Regions from separate parts of the Mus musculus genome. Here region 1 is linked to region 2. A link is a contact called in public Hi-C data. All regions are on one chromosome and are shown on one strand. Each heading gives the region's core, a stretch centred on a gene start, on an enhancer-like site or on the middle of the called end of the contact. The rest is flanking DNA. Distances are from core to core; before and after follow the strand shown. Region 1 overlaps Raly (hnRNP-associated with lethal yellow). Region 2 holds the start of 9030607L20Rik (a long non-coding RNA gene).

Region 1 (3,369 bases), core at 283-2,782, 180 kb before region 2:
CATACATCTTGTTTTCTTGCTACTTTACCAGGAGTTGACAATGGCTGCTAATCTTATACTAGGTGCTTTATAACATTCCTTCATTTGGTACTCTCATAATACCACGTGGGAAAAACCAACATTGGAAGATTATAAGGCTGAGACTCACCAGTCCACTTAATACCCCACTGTAAAATTAATTTTAATAACTTTCTACAGCTTTTTGTTTTGTTCCATCAATGTAGAACCATAGCAAAGAGGATACATGAAAATTTTAAGAGATGCTTGCTAGGGAACAATCCCCTATTATGAAAATTGCTCAGTCTGATCTAAATGTACCTCATCTTACTAACCTAGCCAGTGAAGTCTTCATTGAGCCAGCCATTCTGCAAAAGGTGTGCTTACAGAGGCCTTACCAAGTACTCACTGCAGGCTAAGGGTAGCATATAATACTGAATAAGCCCAAGAACTCATGGGTAAATATAGTTTACTACAGACTCTAGTTAAAAAAAACAAAAACCAAAACCTGGTAGAATTATTAATTTGCTAATATGAGGTACTTAGACATGTTTAAAACTCACTTCTGTCAACTTCATCACTCTGCTTCCTAGAAGTAAAGCCAATTTAAATACTTAAGATAGCGTGTTTATCTCAGGATGGTCTTTAATAATTTATTGGTTATCCACATTATACTGATTTGAAATCTGTTAGGTTTAGAGACGAGTTAGCAACTTGCTCTTGTGTGGGTATATAGATGTAGGTCATGTAGATCAGCAGACAAACTTTGGTACCACTCCTTTGTCTACCTGTCTATTGTTTTGTCTTGTAGGACTGTTTTTCACTGTTCTAACGTCACTAAATAGGCCAACCTGCCTAGCCAGCAAGCCTAACTTTGCCTCCTCCAGCACTGGAATTACAATGCATATCTTAATACCTGACTTTTTAAAATATATGCCCTTAGCCACAATGAAGCACAATTTTAATCCCAGCACTCAGAAGAGGTAGAGTTCAAGGCCAACCTGGCCCACATGTTGAATATCAGATCAGCCTGGGAAATCCTGTCTTTAAAAAAAAAAAAAAGAAATCTGAGACTCCAGGCCCTTACTGACCCTCCCTACAAGTACTCTTCATTCTCTCCATTCTGACAATCAAGCTAGTTAACTCACAAGGCCCCTCTGCAGTATATTTATACCTTGGCATAGCCCCAGGAGAAAGAGAAGAAGGAGATATTAATTCCAGTAGGATTAGCTTGCAGTTTGGACTTGGCATTTGTACCTACTGGCTGTGTTCTGCCTACTGATGCAGGTTTGTACAATTCCAGTATCATCTAACCAAGCAAAATATATTTAAATAAATAAATAAAACCTTTCATCAGCCTGCCTGTTTATTATACTTAATATATATTAAAATATATATTAAGGGGGTGTCAGAGAATTAGGTAAGAATGCAAGCTGAAGAAAACTGTTATCTTTCTGAATGTCTTCTCTGTATGCTACTTTGTAGACAACCTATCTTCAAGTTGGCTGGTTCTCACCAGCTGGTGGCACTGTTTTCAAATAAATCACAAGCTGAACCATGACATCTGATAAGGAAAAGAAACTGCTCCTAGATCTGAGTTTATGATAAACTTGATGGACTGACAGGAGTCAGATGTGTACTATCAAAGCAAGGGGCTCAGAGCTTATCTTGCTGCTACTAAGGAAGAGCTGGTGTGATCTTTAGAACTTGGAAGAGACCGGCTCTTGTTAATAAGTTTACTTTTATACCACAATCACCACCATTTATAAAGCAGTGAGGGACACAAAGAAGATTCATTTGATTACCATGAGCACACACCACATTCTGCACAAGCAACAGGAAATGCTTAACAATCCCTATTTTTCAGTTACAACAGTCCTATCGGATACTGAGTCATTCAAAGGTTCCTTGTCCATCCACAAATAAAAAGCAACTTTTATAAGGGACCTGTGTGACACTAGAAGACTGATCCTGCTCAAAACTATCAAGTTTTAGCCAGAGAGATGCCACTTTGTTTGGTAGGAGAGAGCCATCCAGGCCCAGGGTATGGACTGAGAAAGGAGAGGGAGAGATGATAGTTTGGATATAATGGCAGTAGCTTCGCAATTTATCTGACAGGGACAGGTTAGTTGCAGATCTCCTCAAACTGTTAGGAACCTCTGACACACTAAGGAAGCATTCACTGGTTTGCTGGAGAACAGTCCTTCAGGGTTGGCTCTGTCAACCATCTCTCCTCATCTGAGTTGGGACAATAAATATAAAAGAACTTTGCAAACTGTGGAGGCTTTTACAAGATCAAATATTAGTATAACTGTATGTTTGTCTATTCTACTAATACCACCACCAATGAGACCATTCTAGAGTTGTGATCAGAATAGAACACATTCTTAGGACACCAAAGAGTCAACCATGTCACCCTGTTCTCATCTCTAGAGATGACACAGGAAGTAGCATGTGACTGCTAAGTAGAACATGCTCTGGTATCCAAACCCCAAACTTCCAGTCTGTATCCTCCCAGTTGATTTTTAAGTCTTGTATAATGCTGTGGCATGCAGGCTGCATGTTATTCTGTAGATTCCCTACACCCAAGAGGTCAAATGTCTAGAGAGTTGAATGGTACTACAGAAGTGTGTGCCATATTACCTAGCTTCCAGGCCTAGTTTTCCAAATGTCCACCTTCACAAACCAACCATCCCCAGCTTAAAAAACACCCCTATTTTATGCTTTCCCCCCCTTTATCTCCTTTCCACTATTTTGGGGGGGAGGGAGAGGGGAGGTGAGAACAGGGTTTCTCTGTACAGCCCTGGCTGTCCTGGCATTCTGTAGACCAGGCTGGCCTTGAACTCAAAAATCCACCTGCCTCTGCCTTCCAAGTGCGAGGATTAAAGGCGTGTGCCACCACTGCCCAGCTCCTTTCCGCTTTTTAAAAAGACAAAATAGCATGCCTTCAACTTGCTATATAGCCCAGAATGACCTCATCACAAGTACTGGACTACCACATCTAGACTCTTTCTGGGAATCCTAAAATATCAATATAGTTTTCAGCAAACAACTACCTAACTTGATAGTCAAGGAGACTTGACATTCTACAATCAAGACTAATCTGCTGTAAACCTGACTCTGGCTTCCAACCCTGCCTCTAGCATTTAAACCTGCCCACGACTGGACCTGTTCCTTGTTCATCTGCAAGGAGGAGTTGCTACTCTTGGTCTTGTTGCACCAATGCTGCTTAGTTTTAGCCAGTCCTGATGGGTTATTTCTGGTTCTGTTCTCCTCCCTTTGCCCTTAGATAGCCCTGGGACAGCAAGCAGTAAGTAGCTGTCAGTGATATGGGACTATCTCTGGTGAAAGCCAAGCAATCAGTCAGATCAG
Region 2 (3,128 bases), core at 360-2,859:
TCTTTCCCTTACAAGTCAGGCCCTGGGCTTAGATGCCTTAGCCTGGACTGGGACAGAAGCAAACTGCCCGCCCATGGTTTCCGTTCCCAGGCTGGGATGTGCTGTTTCTCTTCCAACTAGCTTTTCTTCCTCGCTTCCAGCTGAATCCATGCCAACAGAAGCCCCCTTCTGCCTGAGCAAGCATGAGAGCGCCCTGGCAACGGAGATAACAACAGAGCTGGGGGCTGGGACGCTGCGTGGAAGTAGGGAAAGAGGAATGTCGGCAGAAAACGCTTCCAGTGTACAACTGTTACAAGAGACCAAACTAACAAGGCCTTTCCGAGTCACAGGGAGAGGGCTGCAGAGACAGACACATTCCCCTGTCCAAAAGACAGCAGGCTAACCAGGGGAGGGGGGGAAAGACTTTCTTCTGGGAAGACAGCCTTGTGCTTGATTGGTCTGTTCAAAAATAGGGCAAAAACCTCAGAGCCCTGATGCTTGTCTTCCTTTTACTCTGCATGCAGCTTAAATAGAATATGTACCCCGAGGAGCAGGCAATGTCCCACTCCCTCAGGATCCTCGGTACACAGCAAGTGCTCAGAGACACTCATGCATAGGAAGTTGAAGCCCTGGGCTCAGAGCTCAGCAGATCCTGACTGGTTACCACTGAAGGAGGGGGCCTAGGGGCAGAACCCCGGTCTCCTGCTTTCCCTACAAGCCCAGCTTGATCTAGGAGACAACACCTGAGCAGGACAATAAGCCGGACAATAACAGGAGAAATGAGACAGACAACAGTTTCCTATGAACAGACCCCTTAAAGCCCCAGCCTTAGCAAACAGACCGCTTCCCTATGCACAGTCCGGTAGGCCTGTTAGCCACAGAGCTCAAAAGCTCCGGTTTGTAGTGATTGGCTAGTCATGAACACATGATCCCAGCAGCCAATCAGAATTCTTTTGAGTTTTCAATCTGCGAAGGGAGATCACGAGGTAGGAAGAATTTACAGGAACAAAACTATTAACCATACTGGCCATCTAGTCAATGAGTAGACTTACAAGGGAGTCAAAAAAACGGTGATAACTGGCAGAAGAGAGCCCAGCCCCACCCTGCCCTTTCCCACAGTCATCGAGTCAGTAAACCCTTTGGCTGCGGAGTAACCAATGCCAGCCCCTATAACAAGAGTAGCAATGGCTCTGCTTGTAATCCCCATATTCAGAGGTGGAAGCAGAGGACTCTCTTGATTCAAGGCCATCCTCCGGAAGTTCCAAGTCGGCCTGGGGTAATGAGCCTCTGTGCCCAGGGAAAACCAAAACAACCGCACTTAGCCAGAGATGGCGCCCGAACTCCATCCCGCTCAGTCCCTCTGACTCCAGAACCTTCCACTACTGCATCACATTTTGAGAAGGAACTCATCTTAACGACAGGAAGGAGCCAAACATAAGAACAGTTTTACTTAAGAGTAAACACGGGAGGACTGGAGAGATGGCTCAGCTTGTTAAGATCAGGGCTGCTCTTCCAATGGACCTGGATTCAACTCTCAGCACCTGCATGGTGGCTGACATCCACTTGTAATTCCAGTTCCAGAGGACCTGACACCCTCTTCTGGCCTGCCTGGACACCAGGCATGGTACACATGCATACATGAAAGCAAAGTATCCATATACATAAAATAAAGCAAAAAAAAAAAAAAAAAAAAAAGAGTAAACACAGGAACTGGGAGATGGCTCAGCAGTTAAAAGCACTGACTGCACTCGCACTCACAAAGGACTCACGATCAATTCCCAGACCTACAGCAGTTCACAACTGTCTAACTCCAGTTCTAGAAGACCTGACACCCTCACACAGACATACATGCAGGCAAAATGCCCATGCTCATAAAAAATTTTTTAAAATAAAAATAGTAAAGGGAGCAGTTTAACAACGTAAGTGTACTTAATGTCACAGAGCTGTCACTACATGCTAAAATGATGAGTTTTATCTTCTGTGTTATATACATTTTTGTTTTGTTTTGTTTTTCGAGACAGGGTTTCTCTGTATAGCCCTGGCTGCCCTGGAGCTCACTTTGTAGACCAGGCTGGCCTCGAACTCAGAAATCCGCCTGCCTCTGCCTCCCGAGTGCTGGGATTAAAGGCATGCGCCACCACGCCCGGCATATATACATTTTTTACCACAACTAAAACACAGAACCGGTGGCTGGAGATGTAGCTCAGTTGACAGATTATTTGCCTAGTGTTTGCAAAGTTCTGGGTCCCATCCCAGCACTTCAAAAATCAGATGTGGTGGCACATGCTTATAACCCCAGCCCTGGGAAAGAGGCAAGGGGTGATCGATCAGAAGCTCCCATTCCATGCTGGCCACATTCCAAGTTTGAGACAGGAAAGCATTCGAATGGCACGGGCAAATCCCTGGGTTCAGTCTCCAGCACTAAAAGCAACAGCAGACTGGTCATGAGCCCACTACCTGCTCATCCCTGGAGACACAGCAGATAAGATGTGTCATGTATGTGACATGTCATGTATGTGAGGCAACAATTGGAGGACAGGTGTTAAAGTGCACAGAATCATCAAAACCTGAAATACTGTTTAAAAATAATCTCTGTTCCCTGGAGCAAGTCACAACAGTGTAGGCCAAAATCCAGTGGTGCAGGAAAGAATGCAGGGTAGGGAGTGATCAGGAAGTAGGCGTTCTGATCGAGCACAACACATTGCCCCACAGTCACAGCTCTTAGGAGGCAAAGTCAGGAGATGATCATGGGTTCTAGGGCAGCATGAGCTAGGCAAGATCCTGTCTCAAATACAGGCAGGAGTGCTGAAGATACAGCTGTTAGACTGCTGGGTTCTGGTTCCTGGACTGCATAAATTGAGCACTGTCTCAAAAAACAAGGGGCTCTGTGAGTAAAGACTAATGATGTAAGTTCAATTCCCCCGGACCTATACAACACAAGACAGAACAGCTGACTCCACAGTTGTCCTCTGACCTCCACAGATGCAATATGGCATATGATAATGTATATATATATATATATATCATACATACATAACAATATAATTGTTAAAAGATTAGGGGACAGAATAAAGACATTTAAAAGGGGAAAAGGTCCCAGGGTGTTGGCTCAGTGGGTAAAGCACTTGCCAGAAGCATGAAGACTTGAG

The links. Hi-C and Micro-C count contacts between places; a contact is called where the count stands out from the background.
Region 1: a contact with region 2 is called in a Hi-C map of bone marrow-derived macrophages, with 29 read pairs. The contact joins the enhancer-like site here to the promoter of 9030607L20Rik in region 2. A contact is called at or near these places in 1 of 484 Hi-C or Micro-C datasets (bone marrow-derived macrophages), 11 of 115 datasets of contacts at active chromatin or transcription factors (the HPC-7 cell line, the NIH/3T3 cell line, bone marrow-derived dendritic cells and 8 more) and 4 of 9 other capture datasets (adipose tissue, embryonic stem cells, liver and 1 more).

The regions. Positions count from the first base shown.
Region 1 is chr2:154,853,759-154,857,127 of GRCm38.p6, reverse strand. The region is part of intron 1 of Raly (hnRNP-associated with lethal yellow); the gene reads right to left. Among named protein-coding and RNA genes, the nearest start is that of Eif2s2, 37 kb to the left of the region's middle. Within about 2 kb of position 1,532, at least 5 of the 459 cell types and tissues checked have an H3K27ac peak or open chromatin away from gene starts, as enhancers often do. A contact at or near this core is called in bone marrow-derived macrophages, where this site is marked.
Region 2 is chr2:154,675,020-154,678,147 of GRCm38.p6, reverse strand. It overlaps 9030607L20Rik (a long non-coding RNA gene), which reads right to left and starts at 1,609. Exons shown (of 2, transcript XR_866878.2): 1 at 1-1,609. All of the region lies in intron 1 of Chmp4b (charged multivesicular body protein 4B), which reads right to left.